7 separate regions of the Mus musculus genome follow, and all the other regions are linked to region 4. A link is a contact called in public HiChIP or PLAC-seq, Micro-C and promoter capture Hi-C data. All regions are on one chromosome and are shown on one strand. Each heading gives the region's core, a stretch centred on a gene start, on an enhancer-like site or on the middle of the called end of the contact. The rest is flanking DNA. Distances are from core to core; before and after follow the strand shown.

What was found. Promoter capture Hi-C pulls out the DNA fragments that hold promoters and counts their contacts. A called contact is a pair of places that touch in the nucleus more often than the background predicts. HiChIP or PLAC-seq counts read pairs in DNA pulled down with a chosen protein or histone mark.
Region 1: a promoter capture Hi-C map of liver shows a contact between it and region 4, with 2.3 times the contacts expected there. The contact joins the enhancer-like site here to the promoter of Txnrd3 in region 4. A contact is called at or near these places in 12 of 39 promoter capture datasets (the 3T3-L1 cell line, 3T3-L1-derived adipocytes, cranial neural crest and 6 more), 1 of 484 Hi-C or Micro-C datasets (embryonic stem cells), 5 of 115 datasets of contacts at active chromatin or transcription factors (embryonic stem cells, extraembryonic endoderm stem cells, forebrain and 1 more) and 1 of 9 other capture datasets (embryonic stem cells).
Region 2: a promoter capture Hi-C map of pre-B cells shows a contact between it and region 4, with 3 times the contacts expected there. The contact joins the enhancer-like site here to the promoter of Txnrd3 in region 4. A contact is called at or near these places in 4 of 39 promoter capture datasets (the 3T3-L1 cell line, the C10 cell line, the HPC-7 cell line and 1 more), 1 of 15 datasets of contacts at CTCF or cohesin (large pre-B cells) and 1 of 115 datasets of contacts at active chromatin or transcription factors (pancreatic cancer cells).
Region 3: a contact with region 4 is called in a promoter capture Hi-C map of the SN4741 cell line, with 5 times the contacts expected there. The contact joins the promoter of Podxl2 here to the promoter of Txnrd3 in region 4. A contact is called at or near these places in 2 of 39 promoter capture datasets (the SN4741 cell line and cranial neural crest), 2 of 484 Hi-C or Micro-C datasets (cortical neurons and forebrain) and 5 of 115 datasets of contacts at active chromatin or transcription factors (bone marrow-derived macrophages, embryonic forebrain, embryonic midbrain and 2 more).
Region 5: a contact with region 4 is called in a Micro-C map of embryonic stem cells, with 4 times the contacts expected there. The contact joins the promoter of Zxdc here to the promoter of Txnrd3 in region 4. A contact is called at or near these places in 17 of 39 promoter capture datasets (the 3T3-L1 cell line, the HPC-7 cell line, cranial neural crest and 11 more), 9 of 484 Hi-C or Micro-C datasets (CD4 T cells, CD8 T cells, Sertoli cells and 3 more), 8 of 115 datasets of contacts at active chromatin or transcription factors (acute myeloid leukemia, embryonic stem cells, large pre-B cells and 1 more) and 3 of 9 other capture datasets (adipose tissue, macrophages and pancreatic islet).
Region 6: an H3K27ac HiChIP or PLAC-seq map of embryonic stem cells shows a contact between it and region 4, with 7 times the contacts expected there. The contact joins the promoter of Klf15 here to the promoter of Txnrd3 in region 4. A contact is called at or near these places in 13 of 39 promoter capture datasets (the HPC-7 cell line, cranial neural crest, embryonic stem cells and 6 more), 1 of 15 datasets of contacts at CTCF or cohesin (the NIH/3T3 cell line), 2 of 484 Hi-C or Micro-C datasets (embryonic stem cells and uterus), 12 of 115 datasets of contacts at active chromatin or transcription factors (cardiomyocytes, craniofacial prominence, embryonic forebrain and 6 more) and 2 of 9 other capture datasets (adipose tissue and embryonic stem cells).
Region 7: a contact with region 4 is called in a promoter capture Hi-C map of liver, with 6 times the contacts expected there. The contact joins the promoter of Cfap100 here to the promoter of Txnrd3 in region 4. A contact is called at or near these places in 14 of 39 promoter capture datasets (3T3-L1-derived adipocytes, cranial neural crest, embryonic stem cells and 7 more), 11 of 115 datasets of contacts at active chromatin or transcription factors (bone marrow-derived macrophages, embryonic forebrain, embryonic stem cells and 3 more) and 1 of 9 other capture datasets (embryonic stem cells).

What each region holds. Positions count from the first base shown.
Region 1 is chr6:90,491,119-90,493,818 of GRCm38.p6, reverse strand. It overlaps a transcript of Klf15 not described here. Among named protein-coding and RNA genes, the nearest start is that of Klf15, 30 kb to the right of the region's middle. Within about 2 kb of position 1,303, at least 28 of the 459 cell types and tissues checked have an H3K27ac peak or open chromatin away from gene starts, as enhancers often do. A contact at or near this core is called in 3T3-L1-derived adipocytes and liver, where this site is marked.
Region 2 is chr6:88,810,182-88,812,892 of GRCm38.p6, reverse strand. The region is part of intron 5 of Mgll (monoglyceride lipase); the gene reads right to left. Among named protein-coding and RNA genes, the nearest start is that of Abtb1, 30 kb to the left of the region's middle. Within about 2 kb of position 1,267, at least 47 of the 459 cell types and tissues checked have an H3K27ac peak or open chromatin away from gene starts, as enhancers often do. A contact at or near this core is called in the HPC-7 cell line and pre-B cells, where this site is marked.
Region 3 is chr6:88,873,745-88,876,652 of GRCm38.p6, reverse strand. It overlaps Podxl2 (podocalyxin-like 2), which reads left to right and starts at 1,607. Exons shown (of 8, transcript NM_001347327.2): 1 at 1,607-1,734. The coding sequence starts at 1,674.
Region 4 is chr6:89,642,506-89,645,396 of GRCm38.p6, reverse strand. It overlaps Txnrd3 (thioredoxin reductase 3), which reads right to left and starts at 1,409. Exons shown (of 16, transcript NM_001178058.1): 1 at 995-1,409. The coding sequence starts at 1,264.
Region 5 is chr6:90,368,154-90,371,111 of GRCm38.p6, reverse strand. It overlaps Zxdc (ZXD family zinc finger C), which reads right to left and starts at 1,618. Exons shown (of 10, transcript NM_173002.3): 1 at 544-1,618. The coding sequence starts at 1,453.
Region 6 is chr6:90,461,127-90,463,826 of GRCm38.p6, reverse strand. Klf15 (Kruppel-like factor 15) reads right to left here and starts at 1,251. Exons shown (of 3, transcript NM_023184.4): 1 at 1,102-1,251.
Region 7 is chr6:90,427,093-90,429,792 of GRCm38.p6, reverse strand. It overlaps Cfap100 (cilia and flagella associated protein 100), which reads left to right and starts at 1,313. Exons shown (of 17, transcript NM_173775.3): 1 at 1,313-1,414; 2 at 2,250-2,355. The coding sequence starts at 2,304.

The DNA.
Region 1 (2,700 bases), core at 54-2,553, 850 kb before region 4:
CTTATAGAACACAGGACCACCAGGATGATACCACCCACAATTGGGCTGGGCCCTCCCCCATCAATAACTAATTTAAAAAATGCCCTATACTTCACACTTTTAAATGTCCTTAGTACACTTTCTAGGAGTTTTCTTCAGTGGCTTACTATTTAGGGTATTACTTTTGGGGGTGGCATGGTTAGGGGGGAATAGGAGTTGTTACAGAAGCTTTCTGTTTCCCTCTTTTTCAACTATGCATTTTCTGTTATTGATATCACTGCAAAATCTTTTTTGCTCTTTTTTACAGTGTGGCTTCTGGTGGGGATGCTGGAGGGGAAGGACTTAGTTTTCTTTAGGGGGGAAGCCACTGGGAGCCTGAGCATGTTCTACTGAGTGTATACACAACACAAATTAGACCTTTGTGTGTGTGTGTGGTTTTTGTTTTGTTTATTGTGCTTGGGATGGGGTGGACATGGAAGGACTGAGAAGTGATTGTGATTAAGGTATATGATGTGAATTTCCCAAAGAATCAGTAAAAATACTATGTTGAAGAAGAAGAAGAAGAAGAAGAAGAAGAAGAAGAAGAAGAAGAAGAAGAAGAAGAAATAATAATTCCTTACAGTTGGACTTATGGAGGCATTGTCTCAATTGAGATTTTCTTCCTTTCAATGACTTTCAATGGCTCTAGCTTGGGTCAAATAACATAAAACCTAGCTAACCCAATAGGCTTGGAGGTAGGTGGGATATGGGAATTCATCTGAGCCATAGATGCTTTCCCAGATCCGGGAGGAGATGGAAAGACTTGGCTGTGACTGCACGGTTGAGACATCCTGTCCCTGACTGTCCCTTAGTTCTGGCTTTCCAGGTGACTCTGGTCAGGCTCACTCTCCCCCTTCTGTGCCCCCTGGAAGGTTAGAGAGGTGACCATGCCTCAGTGACAGACCAGTTAGACCACCAGGTAGTCTGCAAGTGCCATCCAGGTCCCCTCACAGCAGCCTCAATACCTGGGTGTGGGGGATCTATAAGCTGACAACTTCTGCTGCCATAGCCTATGAAATAGTGATATAGATTTGTTCTGACCACGTGGCTGCCTGGGCCCCACTCTGCCCAAGACCAGATTAGACTTCCACTCAGGCTCTGTTGTCAGGTCCCTCTGGTCCCCAGTTGGTCATGGCCTCAGCCCTCCCTTGCCTGCCTGACTACCCTTCTCTGCAGGCTGTCCCTCTGTGCCGATCTCCTGATAATTTCTCAGATTAACATCGTGCACTTTCAGCAGGTCTGAGGCAATGTCCTTCTCACCGTATCAAATCAACAGGTACATGTCACCAAGCCTTGAACCCAGTGACATCATCCATGATCTCTCAGTGAAGGTGGGACCAGGCCAAGAGTTGCCATTATAAACGTACTTCATGATTACCAAACATTTAGGGGTGACACTCTGGGACCTGAAAGAGACTCTCCTGCTTATGCTTGTTAGCCCTTCTGTCCACTCTTGGCCTGCAGCTACGAATCTGAAGTCTCCTGTTAGACAGCTCATCTTCACCCCTTCCATATTTATTAATGGGAACTGCTCAGTGTGGAAGAGTTAAATATCAATAATTAAGCCACACACCGGCCGGCCAGCAGAGCACAGAGGAAGAGCAAAGGCTGCTTAGTCACTGTTTAACTGGCACCTCTCTCTGCCCGTGACCTGACCCCTGGTTGCCTTTGCCCTCGCTGGCTCTGCCCCATCTCTGCTGCTGAAGTCAGCATCCTGTCCTAGGCCTTGCAGGACCTTCAGCACAGCTTCTCTAGAAGCAAGATCCAGCCCTTTCTCTCCTCTGAGCCTCTCTGCTCTTTGTCTTGCCTGAGAGGAAACCTCCTCTCAGGGCTCCCTGTCGCAGCACCAAAGTTCCTAGTGGTCCCCAAACACATAGCACAGATTCACACACAAACACCTACACATACTTGTTTACAGATACACACTCACACATTTATACAAGCACAGATACATATGCATTCATTATAGCTATACACATATACATATACCTACTCACATATATATGTATTTCTTTTTTCTTCTGTCCTCAGATGCACCAGAAGAGGGCGTCAGATCTCATTACGGATGGTTGTGAGCCACCATGTGGTTGCTGGGATTTGAACTCAGGACCTTCGGAAGAGCAGTCAGTGCTCTTAACCACTGAGCCATCTCTCTAGCCCCCATATATATGTATTTATGCATACATAAATAGCCATACACACATATATGTAGGCATATACATACATACATACATACATACATACAACATACACAGATTCACTCAGGGCCACATGTATGCTTTTAGGCATACATAGACATACATGCACAGATACACACCTACACAATTGAATCCCAGATGTTTGTTTCTGATAGTAAAAGCTAACAATAATACCCTGGTCTCAGCAGCTCACTTGGTGCTCCGTGCAGCTAGGACAGGTACTGTTGTTGTTGGCCTGGTCCCCCAAGAAGCCCCACCTCCTCCCCAGCTTGCATCCAGGAAGTGGCATGGCTGGAGTCCTTGGCCTATTCACTGTACTTCCACACTCACACAGCATCTGCCCTAGCCCGACCCAGCTGCTTTCTCACCCATCCAGGGAGGTGGCCAGCTTTAGATGTCTGCCAACCATAAGCTGCCTGTACCCTGACAGAGAGACTCTGTTTGGCCAAGCTTTAGCTGGAATTCTGAACTGACTCCAAGACCC
Region 2 (2,711 bases), core at 18-2,517, 830 kb after region 4:
GCTCTCCTCATGAGCAAGGCCTGGAGAAGGTGTGTGTGTCTGTCCGTCCGTATGTCTGCCCTGAGTCTCTGTCACAGCCTGAGGACAGTTCTGAATCAACTGCAGTACCCATCACTGTAAATAGTAGAGACGTGCATAAATGCCTTTATTGATCTGAAAGGTCTTAATAGCTCCTCTGATCATTTTTAAGCTTCAGCCAGAAGAACTTGCTGTGAGAGGTAGTTACTGCCCCTTCGTTCTAACGTGGCTCCCAAAAGCTGGCCTGCACGGAGGCCACGGGATGGCTACAGCTGTGACCTGGCAAGGCTCTCTAGGGTAACTTTAAATTGTTCTGGGCAGGAATGCATCCTGCCCAGTTGAGCAATAGAATGTTTTGTGCCTTTCCAGTGGCTCGGAGCACGCTCCGATGGCTCTGAGCTTGCTTTTCAAGTTCAGATTCTGGAAATCTGAACCCCAACTCTCAGAAAACAGGTGCCTGTGGGTCTGAAGGAGTCACACCTGTAGCTTATGGCGGCTGACCCACTGGCCCGTGCAGGGCACTCTCATCTGCAGCACCCCGTTCCATATCCCTTCCAGCCCACTGGAGTCCACTGACACTGGGGTGTTCAGATGGGAAGTAGGCTCTGGCCCACAGGAAGCTGACCTGGGGACATGCTTTAGGGTGAAAGGGGCTCAGTGGCCCAGGCAGTAATCAAACCGACCTTGAGAAAAACAATGGCCTCATTTCCTGGTCTTCTAATTGGGAGTCATTTCCTGTTCTTGCAGGTGGCACGGGAGCAAACAGTGCTCTCTGTGAGACAGGTCTCCTGGAGCTAGCCCCTCCCCATACTTCAGCTAGAGGCTCCCAAGAACTGGGAATGGAACACCCTGAAGTCCTGCTCAGTAGCCCCAGAGACCTCATAGGGAGCTAGATACCCACCCCCACCCCCACCCCCACCCCCAGGGACCTCATAGGGAGATAGTTCCCACTGAAGACAACCTTGGCGGTCCCAGCCCAGCCTGGCCGGGAAGTTTTGCCTTCCTTAAGGTTCCTAGAAAAAGAAGGGATGCCAGATGACACAGAGAGATTGTTCAAGAGAGGCAGCCTGGGCTGGTGAGCAGCTGAGACTGGTTCTCTGCAATTTTGGTCTCTAAATTTCTGCTGTTGCCGTCCCCCCCCCCCGCCCCCCCCCCGCCCCCGTGAAACCACTTCCTCAGCAGAGAGTGCTGGGCACTGCTGTCTTTGTCCTCAGTCTCTTCCCGGGGCTAAATATATCCCAGCTTGTCTGAACAGAGCCTCAGTGTAAAAAGCAGATGGTGCTGAGTTTATGGTGCCTGGGCATCCTCCCACCCCAGGGGTGAAGTGGTCACCTTCACACACCCATATGCACACGAAGACTGACGCACTACCTGGGGACCAGCTGAGGCTTGGGTACTGGCTGGAGGATGCTGTCTGGTCACACCAGGATTTCTCTTCTGGGGTTGGCTTCCACTGTGTGGGTCCCCACAATCATGTGCCCACCACTAATGGGGCATGCCAGCCCCATTAGCTGAGCTCAGGGATCCATGTGGCTCTGGGACCATTCACAGGACATCATGGAGGAGGGGGGGGTTCTCTTTCACTCCTCCCATCCCTCCTTCAGAGTCCCCTCCTGTGCACACCGCCTCCACTTCATTTCCCAGCCAGAGCACAGGAAGGGAAAAGGCAGCAAGCACTCAGTCCACCTGTGAGGCTCACACGAGTAGGCAACTGGAAATGAGCTCAAGGTTGCTTGCTCTTTCGGGAGTTCTAAGCCAGGGTCTGTACTCGGTGGGATACGCGAGTCCGGTGGGGAAAGACCACCAAGGCATTCAACAACAAAACGACAAAATAAAACCAAACCCCTCAAAGAACAAGCAGATTAAGTAAAGGGACATGTAATATTATCCCCCTAGTCTACGTGGAACAAGTCCCCATCTGCAGAAAGAACACACGGTGCTTTGTGCACGCCAACTGTATCCCGTAAGCCATCTCTGACAGCATGGCTGCTGACCGGCCGGCTCCCTCCGGCAGGCATCTCTTCATGCCCTTTTCTATCTTCTGACATTTGAACTCTATGAATTATTCTCCAATATTTAAAATTACGCTGGAAAGAAAAGAAAGGCGTGGTGATCCTCTCTCGGGGAGCCTGTCTGAAGACTAGGCCACACGAGCAGAGCAGCCACTTGCCCTGGGCAGGTGAACCAAGCAGTCACACTTTGTGCCCATCAAAGACGACACAGGCTGAGGCCTGGGGGGCAGCAACAGACGTGGGGTGGGGCTGGCCCTGGCCAGACCCAGGGAAATCTAATTTGTCTTCGTTAATCAGATGAGACCTGTGTCCCCCTAGAGACCTCTGCTCCTGATTTGACAAGGTGATCTATTAGTACCAGGCCTGGAAGGTCACTGGCTCAGAAGTGTGGCCACTGCTGGTCCTAGAGGGAGCCCCATGGGACCCTAGGAGGAAACCTTGCTGCTTGCCTCTGGGCCCAGCTGCTATGATGCACTCTATCTAAAAGGCTCTGTGAATTTTCTCTACAGGGAAGACATCCATCACTCTAGGGCTAATCTTGGCCAGATTCCCTCTTCCCAAAGCTCAGTGATCCCAACCCCAGCACACCAGTCTTGCCTGGGACTGTGTGGGTGAACCCAGCTCCTACGTGGCAACTCCTGACACAGTTGTGGACTCCTTGATGCACCGGCCACAGGTCTC
Region 3 (2,908 bases), core at 358-2,857, 770 kb after region 4:
TATACAAACCTTATCGACATTTGCATTGAAAGTGCGGGGTGCGGAGATCAATTAAGAATGATTTTCTGCTGTTTGAACAGGTGAAAGACAACTGTCTTTCTTTAGAAGTTAGTCTGATCATATAATCAAACTCAAATCTCCATTTACACTATCTGAAAAGATGGTATGTCATAATAAGCCCTGAGAATTTTGTAGTCAATACAATTTGTTGTCTGTATATAGACATTTAAGTCCCAGAGCTGTCCCCAAGTATAGGGATCAGTGTATACATTACCCATCTTGTTGATCTTGCCAGTCTTCCTCTTCTTGTCTGTAGCCAAGATCTTCAGGGAGTCGCCCTCTGTCAAGTCTGATCCTTATTATTTCGGAAGGAGTCCAAAGCCTTTTCTTCTTTTTTAAAACACAAACCTAGAGTCTCTCTCCCAACACAGCATGCCTTTAAGTACAGACTGATTCAATCTAGTAGAAGACTAGGCACTGGGTTTCCTGGAGCTGGAGTTACAGACAGTAGCAAGTGTGGGTGCTGGGAACCAAATCTGGGTCCTCCAAGAGCCACAAACTCTGTGCGGAGCTGTCTCTCTAGCTCCCCTCCCCCACCAGACAATCTTATGTCGCTCAGACTGCCCTGGTCTTAACCTGAATCCCTTCTAGTGCGGTACAAATATTACAGGCGTGGGACAGTCACGCTTCAGTCAGTGTTTTCACTGTCACTTAAAGAAGTGAGACATCTTTCTATCTGAGAATTGCCACAGTTTCTCTCTGTATCTAGAATGGTTTCGCCAAAACCCAGCTTACCCAACATCCATGCATCCTATAAATGTCTCCATAGAAGGTCCCCTCTGCCTCCGTTTGTGCTTAACCTGCCTTCCTACACTTGTGGCTCTGGAACATGCTGAGGAATGTTCCTGCCCTCCTGACACTTAGGAAGAGCAATGCCTGTCGGATTTGCCATATTGGCACAAAAAGAAACTTGAAGTCAAGGAGAAGCGCTGGCTAGAGAGAAAGGTGACTCCCACAAGATGTCTGAAGACAAGGACAAATCTCCTCAGGCTGTGAAAGCCAACTGGAAATTGGGGGTCTAAACTACCCCTGGAAGCTGTAGTGGGTCAGAGGTTAAGAGCATGGACTGACCCAAGTTCAGTTCCCAGCACCCACATGGTGGCTCAACAACCATCAGTGGACTTCAAACACGCACGTGGTGCACATATGTACATGTAGGGAAAACATTCACACACATAAAATGAAAATAAACTACACCCGGCACAGAGTTCAGCTCTCTGCTCTTGCCCAGTCCCTTCACCAAAGCCTGGTCCTCTCCGGCCTTCAGGATCCCCAGGCCACGTGCCCCAACAGGTCCCTGCTGATCCTGGCCTCTGTCTCCTTCGCTGTAACTGGGGCCCGGTCTGCTGCACAAAAGGTTCGGGACCCGCTTCCCAGGGAGGTCCCCCCCCCCGGGTGGCGAAGTGCTCGAGGCCCGAGGTGCAGGTGCGAAGCCGGACTCCGCAATAGGGTCCCGCCCCCGATCCCTCCGCTGCATCGATTGGGCGGATGAGCGCGTGAGTGGCGGGTACGCAGGCCAACGGGGCGCACGCGCGCCGCCGCCTTCGCTTTGCGCGCCCCCGAGGCCGGCCCGGGCGCCGCGGCGCTGCGGCTGCGGGCGGCAACGCTGCACCATGGCCCGGCCGCTGCGGGCCGCCCGACTGCCGCCGCCGCTGCTGTTGCTGCTGGCCGCCGGTGAGTGGGGCCGGGCCAAGCCGCGAGGGCGCAGCGCGCCACGGGCCAGTGCTGGCAGCGCCGCAGAACAAAGGCTGTGGGGCGCGCGGGGTCGGCCGCGCGCGGGGAGGAGGCGGCGGCGCGGGGCCTGGCGCGGGGACCCCCCAGGCGCCCTGTCCTGGGCGCTGGATGCTCCGTGCCACGCGCGCGCTCGAGGACGGCGGCGGCGGGGCCGCTGCACCAGGGTGTCCGCGCCCCACCCCTCGCCAGGTGACAGGTGACAGGTGACCAGTCTGCGGCCAAGGAGCAGAGGGGCGTGTGCGTGTGTGCGCGCGAGGGTGTAGAGAAGCTCAGCAGGGAGGCGAGAGCGCACGGGTGACACCCTTGGAGAAATCGCATCGTAAAGGTCCGGCGGGTACCCAAAGCGCGTGGGCCGGGGATGCCGAGGGCCGAGAAAGAAAGAGCTGCGTGGCCGAGGTGGATGTTTACATGTGCGTGGAGCTTGCCTGGGAAGGCGTGTGCGTGTCGTTGTGAACGCGTGTCCTCGACTGCGCGGGGCAACTTTATTAGGAGCTGACAAAGGGGTAGGTCTGCGACAGCGACTGCCGCCATATGGGGCTGTGTGTGAGACTCGGGTACGTGGTTTTCATTCAGCAGTCACTCCGGATACCTCGTTAGTGTGGGCGTGTGACAGGTCGGGGCCTGAGGCAGGTAAGAAATATGTGTGTGAGGGAGAAAGAGACAGCTTCTCAGGGTAGACATGGGATTCAGGGGTGTGTGCGAGTGTAGGGGGCGGGCACAAAAGCTTGACAGGCTCAGAGGCAAGCCGCCACCACAGAAGGGGAGGGAGGAAGGCTGACTGCAAAGGTGGGTCAGACCAGGACATGGGAGAGCAGCTTTCTCAGGGAAGATCGGAGCTGGGACCCTGTCCTAAGGTGGGCCTGGGGCAGGAGCAGGGTGCTGGGCTGGGTGGGCTACAAGACTTGGTGAACGCGTGTCCTCGACTGCGTCGCTTCCCCTCCAGTGGAGACAGGCATGGGACTGGCCACTAGTGCTCAGGCAGTTACCCCACCAAAACCCACCCAGTGTAATGTATACAAATTCGAGGAGGCGTCTATGTGAAGTCAGGTGAAGACCTTGTTTGATATGAATAGGTGGTGGGCCCTTACTTTGAGACTGTCAATGATAGAACACC
Region 4 (2,891 bases), core at 160-2,659:
TTTCAACTTTCTCATAATGTTAAGTAAACATCAAGATATTGAACAGCCCCATCTTGCATCTTCCTTCCAAAGATTTCAATAAGAATATTTTTATCTCATAATATGAAAACAATGTCGAATGCCCACCCAGCCCCAAATTACAGAGTGTGCAACAGAGCTTAAACTAGCCACGACTTCCATGGTTCTTAAAACCTCCTCTACCTTCATCTTACAAGCTCCCTGCTAGTTCTGAAACCTGGTCAAGGAGCCAAACATGCTAGTTAACAAATGGGATCTAGATCCAGCTTCAGCTAGCCACGCAATCCTATTTTAATAAGACAACAATTTTAAATATTTTTTGGTTGTTCTTTTTTTTTTTTTTTTAACTAAAGCCCATTATCAGGCTGGAAAGCAAATGTTTCCCTAGATGGCAACCTCCCGGGACCCCGTAGTGAGTCAGAGAAGGTAGGCAATGAAACCTGGGAAAGTGCTACAAAAGCCCTACTCCGTCCACCTTCAGGCCCCGCCCACCTCCCATATGTCAGCGCAGGACCGCCCGCCCACTAAGTTCCACCCAAACCCTCCCTTACCCCCCACCCCCCATACACTAGGTCCCACCCACAGAGTTCCACTCAGACCCTCCCTATTAGCCCCTCCCACCAGGACCCCCTTCCACGGTTCCAATCCGCCCAATGAGCCCCGCCCAGACCCTATTCCGGTTACGCCCATCAAGCACCCTCCACAGACCTCCGCTTCGCCCCACCCACCAACCTTGCTCAGACCCCGCCCACCAGGCGCTAACTACTGAGCCCGGGGTTCGCCCGGCTCACTGCTCAGACCTCTGATCAGTCCCCAGATCCGGCTCACAAACTTACCCAGCCTCTTTATCGACGCTCCTCCCCGCCCGGCCCACCCTGTCCTGGCTTCACCTTCACTTCCCTCCTCCCACCGGGATTGCTTAGACCCTGCCCATCAGGCCACGCCCCAGAGCTCTGCTACGGCCGGCCCCGCCTACCCGCGTGCTGTGTGGACAGTAACTCTTGCTGAAGATCATCACCCTGTTGCCCTCGATGAGGTCCCGCAGGCGGCGCCGCAGCTCCTCGCGGGCCTCAGAAGACGGGCGGCTGGTCCCAGGGGAGGCCAGGCGGGCGCGGCGGCCGGGTGGCGACGACATGAGGCCGCCACGGACAGCACCCAGGCGGCGGTTGGGGAGGACTCCAACCTTCCCCAGCCCGGGCGAGGTCTGCGCCCGAGGAGGCGGCGGCGGGGACGGTGGCTTCTCCAGGGCTTTGTTGTCGCTCCGGGCCGAGCCGGGCCTGCTGAGGAACCGGGACGCGGGCGGCCGCCTAGGGGACGACGCCGGCAAAGCCGCTGAGAACTTGAGAACGCTACGCACTGGCCGCGGGCGCACCGGACAGCTACGGGGCCACGCCCCCGACCGCGCGACCCACGGAGAGGGCCCGCCTACCGACCGGCCACGCCCCCGGGAAAACTTTGCCCCACCTCCAGGCCTCCACAGGGCTAAGCTACGCCCCCTTAGCTCAGCCTGGTGAGCCTGCAAACTACTCTGTCTACCACCCAGTGGCACAGTGGCAGTCACTTGCCATTTTCAAAGGTGCGGAATCAAGCTTGTATGCTCTGCTCTTCTTGTAATTACTGTTTTCATTATCGTTTTACCACAGTTTTTGACACCCAGAGGCCTCTCTACAGTTCCTTCCGCTCCTGATTCTCCACCAATCTCAAAATAGGTGCTTTTCAGGAAGGGTAGATGTCTCCACTTTATTTCAGAAAATGTGACAAAAACCTTGTCTAGGAAATACTGATTCTTTTTTAATTTGCACTACTGAAGCTGAATAAAAATTACTATTGCAATTCAGTTTCAATATGAGGTTCCTAGGTTACTACCTCCCCAACCCCTCAACCCACACACACCCTCAGCAATTCACTGTGACAGTGTACTGCTTAGTTTTTGTCAACTTGGAGCATACTAGAGTCACCTGGAAAGAGACTCAACTGAGGAAATGCTTCCTTCAGATTGGCCTGTAGGCAAGCCTGTGGAATATTTTCTGATTAATGATAAATGTGGTGGCATCAGGCCCACTGGGGAGGGGGTGCCACCCTTGGGCAGGTGGTCCTAGGTGGTAAGAGAGCATGCTGAGTGAGCTATCGAGAGCAAGCCCACGAGCAGCAGTCAGCTTCTGCTCCTTCTTGGGTTTTCTGACTTCCCCCAATAATGGAGTGTGACTTGGGACTTTTCCCAAATAAACCCTTTCTTCCTCTAAGTTGTTTTTGGTTAGTGTTGTTATCACAGCAACAGGAAATAACTAGGGCACAATGGATTCTCAAGCCATCCCCAACACAGGAACCATTTGGAAAGAAGGTCAAATAAGAACAGGCGGTATGCAAACATTTTATCAACTGAGCCCTCTCCCTGGGCTCACGTTTTAAAGTTATTGCTGTAAGCAGCCCTTCTGAAGTTCAGCTTCCTGTAAATGAGCAGAGGCACGGACTCTAATTAGTGGCCACTGTTAGTCAGTTAGCTGGACTATCCTTAGCACCTGTGGTCTGGAACGCCCACTCCACAGAGGCCTTGAGGAAAACTGCATGGCCAGTGTATCTGGTGCCTGTCTGAAGGGCAGGCTCAACCAGGGCTGCTTCAAACATTTGAGCCAGACTTGTTATCACCAACCCTTGAACCCTAGAAGACCCTACTAAAACTCAAATCTTTTTCACTTGCAACCCTTTTTAACCTGAATGATTTCACATGATCTCAAAAGTACATTCAACAGATTCACAAACATTTACTGGTAATAAATCATAATGAATTTAATTTTTAGGAAAATCTTAGGTACCTTTATAATTTCACCCTTTATTAAAGATGAGAGCAAATTTACATTCTAATGAGATGGATG
Region 5 (2,958 bases), core at 369-2,868, 730 kb before region 4:
ATCACTCTATTCATAATATTGGAAAGGACAGGGGTCTGATCCAATGTTCGAGGCGTCCTTGGGAGCTCTGTGTCCTCTAATCAATGGGGCTTCCAGAGAGGCTGGAGAGGGACCAGAGAAGCACCAATGTGTGCTCATTCCCTCAGTATTTTAAGGTGGCATATTTCGATTTATGTATCTTGGACCTCTGACTCCTCTGGTATTGTTGAACGAGTAGACTGAGAAAAATAAAGTCCTGACTCAACTCTGAGAAGAGGTCACTTCCAATGTAAGCATCTTAACAAAGGTTTGTACCCTCCCCACGGATAGCTGCGATTGTGCATGCCACTTGGCTGTAGGAACCCAGAGCTTCATATCTAAGTACCTGAAAGGGACTTCAAAACAAACACGGGAGTGTTTTTGCCTTATTCTCATTTAGATCAGGGCGCGTAACGCCTCCACCCCGACCTCCGCAAACCCTGCCCAAACAAGCGACAGTTTGGCCCTTGGGTCCAGACCCCGCCGGGTCCCGCCCGCCCCGGCAGGTCCGCGTCTCCAGCTTACCGGGGAAATCACACTTGTAAGGCCGCTCGGGCTCGAAGTGGCTGCGCTGGTGGGAGTTGAGCTTGGCGTGTGTGGGGAAGCGCTCGGCGCACACCTCGCACTTGAACAAGCTCTCCTGCTCGTGGCCCTTCATGTGCGCCTTGAGGTTGTAGACGGTGGTGAACTTCTTGCCGCAGCCGCCCACCGGGCAGCTAAAGGGACGCAGCTTGTCATGCGACTGCAGGTGCCGTTTGAGCTTGTAGGAGGTGGTGAAGGCCCAGCCGCAGCCATCCAGCGGGCACTTGAAGGGCCGCCGGCCCTGGAGGCTGCCGTGCGTCAGCAGGTGCACCTTCAACTGGTGCTTCTTGGCGAAGCTCAGCGCGCACTGCGGCTCCGGACAGCGGTAGGCCGGGGAGCCAGCGCTAGCGGCCACCGGCCCGCGGCGGGACGCAGCAGCGCTCGAGGGCTCCAGGCCCGGGGTGGTCGCGGGATGCAGGCTCGGGGCGGCTGGCGCGGGCGCCGCAGCCAGCGTGAAGACGCCGCGGTCGAAGCGCACCAGGAGGTCCTGGTTGTGGATGGTGACCGTGCCTGCCAGAGCTGCGCCGGGGGCGGCGGCCGGGACCTGTTCCGTGGGGCTCGCGCCCGAATCGGGCTCGGCCTCCTCCTGACCATGGGTGTCGGCCGCGCGCGGCACTTCCAGCAGTACCACGAAGGAGTCGCCGCCGTCCTCCGGGGGCGGCGGGCTGGGCCCCGGGGCCTCCTCTGGACGCGGCCCGGGCCCGCCATCTTCCGGGCCCCTCAGCAGCAGCAGGCGACGGCGCCCGGGACCGGCACCGAGGGACGGCCCCGCGCCGCGGCGAAGTCGGCTCGGGCCACCGCCATGTTGGTCTCCGCGCGTGGCCGGGGCGGCCAGCACCGCCGGGAGGTCCATCTTAGGCCCAGCTGAGGCGTCCGAACCGCAGCCACCGGAGAAGAGCTGCCCAGCCCTGCCAGGCATGCGCGCGACACCTAGGGTCCGCCCCCCGGGAGCCTCTGTCAAAGCTGAGCTTAGACTACAGCCCAGAGTCGCATCTCGAGCTGCGCGTGCGCAGGAGCCGTGGGCGTGGGCGTGGCGCGCGAGGGCTGTCGGGACTGTAGTCACGAGGAAGCCCAGGGGCTGGAGCAGGGGCGGAGCCTCCAACTTGTCTTGTGCTTGGAGTCCCAACTTGGAAAAAGAGGGTCTTCAGATTTGGGCTCCTACTTTTGCATCTGGGTAGCGCAAAGGAATGAAAACTGATTGCGTTTCTTAAGAGTTCCTGTGCCCTCTGTACTTTGAAAATACGAGCTAATTCAACCTGTGATTGCCAAGTGTAAGGAAACAAGTCAAGTTTACCTGTGGCCACATGATCCAGAACTGACACTCAGGCTTTGAACCTCTCCACTTTGCTTGTCATCTCTCTATGACCTCGCCGAAGAGCGCGTCTATCTGCTGCTACTGTGCCACCGACCTGATTTGCCCTGTAGCAGGTCCTGATGGGATCCCTACCTAAACCACTAAAGACATTCCGTGTTTCCTTGATATATGTCTGCCTTCTAAGTTGCTGGTTGTTCCCTGAATTCCACAATCCCCCTTGTCTCATACGGATTCATCTGGAATCACACCACTCCTGTCATCACCACTCAAATTCAAACTTATTTCACTCCTAGGTTCTCAAATAGCTAAGGAACCTGTCTTCCGCTCCACCTTTACCCAACTGTCTCCCCGCCCCCACCCATTCCAGTCCTTTCTGCCTCCAGCCTGTTTTCTGTAGGTCAGGCTTTAGTCTTCTGAAAGTTCAAATACTATTAAAACTTTGCCAACCTGCCATTTGCACCTACACTGGTTTACCCCCATTTCCCACCAATTTGCCCCTTAAAATGCAAGGGTATCTCCCTCCCCCTGTGTCTCCCTGAAGAGGGATGGAAATATGTCTACACAAAAACTACTTGCATGCTTATAGTAATCTTTGTTACAACAACTCGCCAGGGGAAACAATGCAAGTGTTCATTGTCAGATGAATATATATTCATACAGTGGAATATTTTTGAGCAATTACAGAGTTTTGCAAGTTATGTCATGACCAAACCTATGAAAAATATTTCAGCCACAAAAGAGAATGTGCTATAATGCCATTTATATGAAATGTCTAGAAGAGCTAAGTTATACAGACAGTAGATTAGTGGGAGATGGGGAATTAGGGCTAGCCTCTAATAGGGATGGGTTCTCCAAGGAGCAAAAGTTTTTGGCATTAAAAGTGTTGATTGAACAGCACATCTGATATACAAAAGCTACTGACAACAAATGACAGCAATGACACGTCTGTATGCTTCTATTAAAAATACATTTAAAAAATGAGCACAGAAATAGCACATCTGTTTGTGAAAAACCTTACCTGTCTGTATATGTGCTTATGCACT
Region 6 (2,700 bases), core at 2-2,501, 820 kb before region 4:
GGACCCAGGACTTGAAAGCCCAAGTGCCAGCGATCAAGCCGGTCCCAGAAAAACAGCAGCACGTGGCGTAGCCAGAGGCGCAGGCTGCGTGCAGGGGGAGGGGGCACCCTGTTCTGGGCACGGTCCCCGGCAGGCCGCTGGACTCCGCCCCCTCTCTTAGCCGGCCAGGCCTGCTGTTTATCCTCCCGGGGACACAGCGGCTGTAGGAACAACATGTAATTGATAACAAGCCGAGAGCCGGCCAAGGGCTAGCCATTGGGTCAGCGTGCAAATCACGGGGGTGGCGAATGGGGGCCGGTCTTCAAAATAAGAGTCTTCTCCCTGAGGAGTCCGAAGGCCCCAAAGTTACTGCCATTCTCGCACCTGTAGGGCGGCGGGGACTCCCCATGGTCGGGGGCAATATCTGAAGGACTCAGTCAAACATTTGAGATTTCACCTTCCCATACCGTGGTAGCAAACCTCCCCTGTGCCCTCCAGGGGAGAATGTTTCCAAGAGGGATGACCTGCCCCCTGCGGCTGCTACCCTCAGCGGTCCCTCCGGTAATGTTTGTTCAGAGGGGCCTGAGGACTCTGCGTGGGGATACGGAACATAAGCGCACGCTGCGGGTACGCGCAAATGGGTGTGAGTTTGTGTCGTGTGATTGCGTGTGCTGGGCGCAGTGCAGCCGTGCGGGTGTCCGCCAGGTGCCCGCGCGTGGGTGCCCACCCGTGGGTGTGAAGTACGTGGGAAGGAGGTGGCTCGGACTCTGGCGCACAGCTTCGGAGAGTACCTTACCCTCCGCCCAGTGACCCCCTTCGCGTCCCCTCTTAGGCCACCGCAACAGTGACCGACAGTAACCTCTCCGCCCCTTGGTCTCCAGGCCCCGCCATATGGGAGCGCAGGTCCAGGAGTGCCACGGACGCGCGTGGGCTCCGCGGGCAGAAGCTGCGCACACCGGATTTGCCCTTTGCAGGCCCGGCGCGCTCACGGGGGTCCCCGCATTTCCGGGGTCCCCTCATTTCCCGGGCCTCCGCGCGTGGTTCCTACAGCGCGCGCCAGGGGACGGCCCGTGATCCCCAAGGGAGGACCCACGCGGCCGCGGTACATCGCGCGTCTCCCACCTGGACTCCGCGTCGCCTGGCGCGGCCTCGCGCGTGCGGCCCGGCTCCGTATGCGGCCGCGCGTCCAGCGCTCCTGGCCGCAGCCCGCACTCCCTGCGGCCGAGCTGGGCGCTCGCCGCTCGCCGCTCTCCCCGCTCTCCGGCCGCTCACGTGACGCCGCGGGCGCCGCGAAGGCTCGCAGGAGGCTCGGCCTCGGGCGCGCGCCCCATTGGCTAGCGCCGCGCGTCACGCGCCCCCGCCCCGCCTCGGCCGCACCCTCCCGCTGCCCACGCGCTCTCCGGTCTCTTCGTGGATCTGCACTGGGTCCTCCGATGCGCACGTGAGACGGGTTCTAGAATCCACTGAAAGCCCGCAGAGTCCCGAAGTGCAGACCACGTGGGACCTCGGGAGCGGAATCGTCCCTGCAACCCCCTCCGCATTCCTAACAAGGCCCGATCTAGTAGGGACCGTGTCTAAAGGGACCAATTGTAAAAATACATCTGGTCTTTCCTCCAGCGGTCATGGTTACTCACGGGAATGGACGCTCACTGCGCTACCCTAGACTTCTGCGACTGACAAACTGCGGAGGTTTGCTGACCACCACCAGTGGCGGCACCTCCCCAAAGACTGCAGGGTGCTTCTGATCTGCAGAGGGAGTTCCAGATTGCAGTCCCAAGCCATCATAGACAGCTTTTGCACCGGTTTAATGAGGAAAGTGAAGCCCAAGAAAACACGTGAGCAGAGAGTGCTGGGTACCCTGCTGTGCACTTTAGCCTACACTGCCTGGCTTCAAACCCGGGCGGCGTGAAAAAACCCGCTGAGAGCGAGCGTGGGCCTTCTTAGCCAAGCAGATAGAGGGCCAGGCACAGCCAGGTCTGTCTTGTCTTTCCCCTGCTTCTTAATACCCAGGACATTTGGACAGACCTTCCTTCCTGGCGCTTCCTACCTGACACTGCGAGGTGGCCAGCCTTTCCCCTTGCTTCTCCAAGCCGTCCCTGTTGGGGCCAGGATTTTTAGCCAGATCCCTTAAATAAGGATCTGAGGATTCTCCAGGTGAGTGCCCATGATCCAGCAGTTAAACTGAGTCTTAGCCAGAGCACGGAAGGAGTCTGTGCTTAGCACAAGATGGTCATCAACGTTCTGATTGATCATAGGCCCAGTCTGAGTCTTCCCCAGTATTCTACAGCCAGTGAATAGCTAGCCAGGGCTAGCACGCAGAGCAGGTGGGGTTGGCTAGTCCATAAAGTTGATTGATCCTATCTTGTCAAGGGAGGGCAGGGTCAGGCTGGGCCAGCACACTTCTCCATAGCCCTGCCTACCCTGGGCTCTGCATTCCTCACACTCTGTCTGTCCAATGTCTCCCACCCCCAGGGAGAAGTGCAGTCAAAGATCAGAAGCTTGAAAGCAACAGTGTAGCTGAGCGGCCTCAGTCCACAGGGAAGATGCCCCAGCTGTCTAGAAGCCATGGCCAACCTAGGACATTCTGCCTAAACCTGAGTCACATTAGGCATCCTTGCTTCAGAACCTTCCCAGGGCTCCCAGCTCACTCACAGGAAGTATATATAACCCCATTCTCTCAGCCTTCCTCAGTCTCTTTTGGGTCCCTTTGTTCCATGACCT
Region 7 (2,700 bases), core at 64-2,563, 780 kb before region 4:
CCTTTCTTCTAGGATCTTAGGCTCACATTGGTTCCTCATGCTGAGGGGTGGTGGTTCAGAACCGGACCTAGTCATCAGGATGGTAGTAAGTACTGAATGGATCTGCGCTGAGAACAATACCTGGCTTAAAGGACACCCTGTGAGGGTTCACCGGGGACTCAGGACAGGTGTGCTAACACCAGGAATGGTAGCACCCTCATTTGTTCTCTTTTGGTGGCTTATTTTTCTAAATTCGTAAAAGCCCTCGTGGTGTGAAAGATGAATGATTTCTGAAATATTTGCTTGACTGGTTGAATAAATAAGCACTCCAAACCTGGTGCAGGTTTTACTGTTGTTCTTCCTTCCTTCCTTCCTTCCTTCCTTCCTTCCTTCCTTCCTTCCTTCCTTCCTTCTTTCCTCCCTCCCTCCCTCCCTCCCTCCCTCCCTCCCTCCCTCCCTCTCTCTCTCTTTCTCTTCCTTCCTTCTCTCTTTCTCTCTTTTTCTTTCCTTCTTCCTTCTTCTTTCTTCTTCCTTTCTTTCTTCCTATTATTTTTGTTTTGTTTTGTAGTTTGTCTGGCTATTTTGACAGCCTACTGGGAAGCTGAGGCCAGAATATTGGGAATTCTAGACCACAGTGTAAGGGCCCTCCTCCAACACCAGGCAGGGAGCCACTTGCTTGCAAAGAGTATTTAACACTAGCTGCATAAAAAACAAACAAACAAACAAACAAACAAACAAACAAACAAAACCAACAAACCACATATGCAGGGCCCACCCTTTCTTCCTGGCTCCCCCATGCCCAGCGCTGGACTGCCCTGCGGGATACTGTCCCTTTGGTGATTCAAGGGTCCCTGACCCATTCCAGGATCCTTCTACACTCCTACCCCTGGCCTTCTTGCCTTGGTTCTATCTCTCCACCCACTGGGTGGCGCCAGCGACCCTGAGTAGCGCCAGGAGCTAAGGGAGACTGTCTTTGGCACATTCCTAGCCTGTAGACTGTTTTACCGTCGTCCTCCCCGGCCCCAAGACTCCTAAATATTCTCTGAAGAGCCAGGCTGTTGTCTGTGCCCTAGCTGCAACAAAATCCTTTACGGATGGGCAGGAGAATCTGGGGGTGAAAGAAGCTAGTGCGCTGGGCAAACGTACCCTGTCCCCGGGTTGCAGGGTTGCAACAACCCGGATCGCTCTGCTTCTAGTCGTTGTCCCTTCCCTGAGTCCGTGTCTTCTGCTCTTTAGCTGCCACAGTCCTGCACAGTACTCCGCGCCCGCCGGCCCGCCAGCCCGCCCAGTGTGCCCGGGCCCGCCTCCGGGGCTTTATGACATCACAGCTCCTGTGAGAATAGTTGCCTTGGCGTCGCAAACGCAGTTCAGGACCAGAAGACTGGAGAATTGCCGACCGAGGCTTCGGAGCAAGCTGAGTGCACGCGGCTGGTTGGTGCGCGCGGGGCTGGGCCAGGGGGCTTGGGGGTGGGCTCCAGCGGGGTGGCTGTGGGGCTCTGGTCCGAGATCAAATACTCTATTGGGTCCCTTGCAAGGCTTTGCGTCCTTCGGTGCTCTTTTCCACTTTATCTATGACAGGCCCCATTTAAGCACTGGTCCATTCCCTTGCTGCTGCATTCTTGCCCCAGGGTGTGGTGTGCCAAGAGAAGCTGGGGTGTTAGGAGGCAGGATTCTCTGGTAGTGTTTTGGCTGAGGTAGAGATGCTCAGACTGCAAGCAATCCTGGGCTCCACCCTCGGCCCTGCTTCGTTGAGATTTGGAACACTAGTTGAGCTTCTGCAAACAGGAAAACTCACTTCATTTTGAAGGGAACCTAGCATAGCATAGCGTCGGGAGCTCTAACAGGTGGAACAGAGGGCTTGCTTCCGTGCAGATTGCATTCTGGAAGACATATGCAATAAAAGTCTTGTAAGAGGTAACCACTTGACCTTGTAAAGAAGAAAACGAAGGGTCATTACATGCATTGGTGCAGGAAGGTCTCTCAGAGTGACATCTGAGCCCAGTTTTAAAGGGAGAAGTCCCGCCCCTCACCCTTCCAACCTCACCTAGGTGAGAGGCTCCCCAGAGGCTCCAGGCAGACCAAAGCTGGTGTGTTCCGAGAACAGGAAGATATGGGCCAGCCTTGCCCAGGAGGGGAATAGTAGATTCCATTAAACCTGGATACAGGGAATAGGCAGTGTTAGTCCACATAGTGGAAATGCAAGTCACTCAGTTCAAAGTGGGCTGTGGGTTTGGGGGAACCATCCTCTCAAGTACTGTGTCACTCTCCAGGCGAGAATCTGCTTCAGCTAAGGCCAAGCTTTGCACACCGGTTGGTCCTCAGCCATGGCGTTCAAGGCACGGTCCTCTAGGTTCTCCGTGAAAATGGTTGAAGACAGTAAGTACTGAGCTGGGTGGGGGCTCCTGGAGGGCAAAAGGAACCCTGGGACAGTTTGGTGTAAACTCACTCAAATACTGACGTAGTTCTAAAGCAACACTGTGCATGCTTTTCCTGTGGCTATCGTGATGCAGAACCCCACCTAGGGCTTCATGGCTTAGCTGGTAGAAGCCTGTTGCACAGCTTTGACTGCCATGAGAAAAAGGAGCACAGGGCTGGTGCCTTCTGAGGTTTGTGGAGAGTCTGACCCAGGTGCCTCTGCCTTCTGTTGGGCACTTGGCATCCTGACTGCCCTTGGCCTTAAGGGCGCCACCCACTTCTGCCTTTGCTCTTCCATAGAGTTCC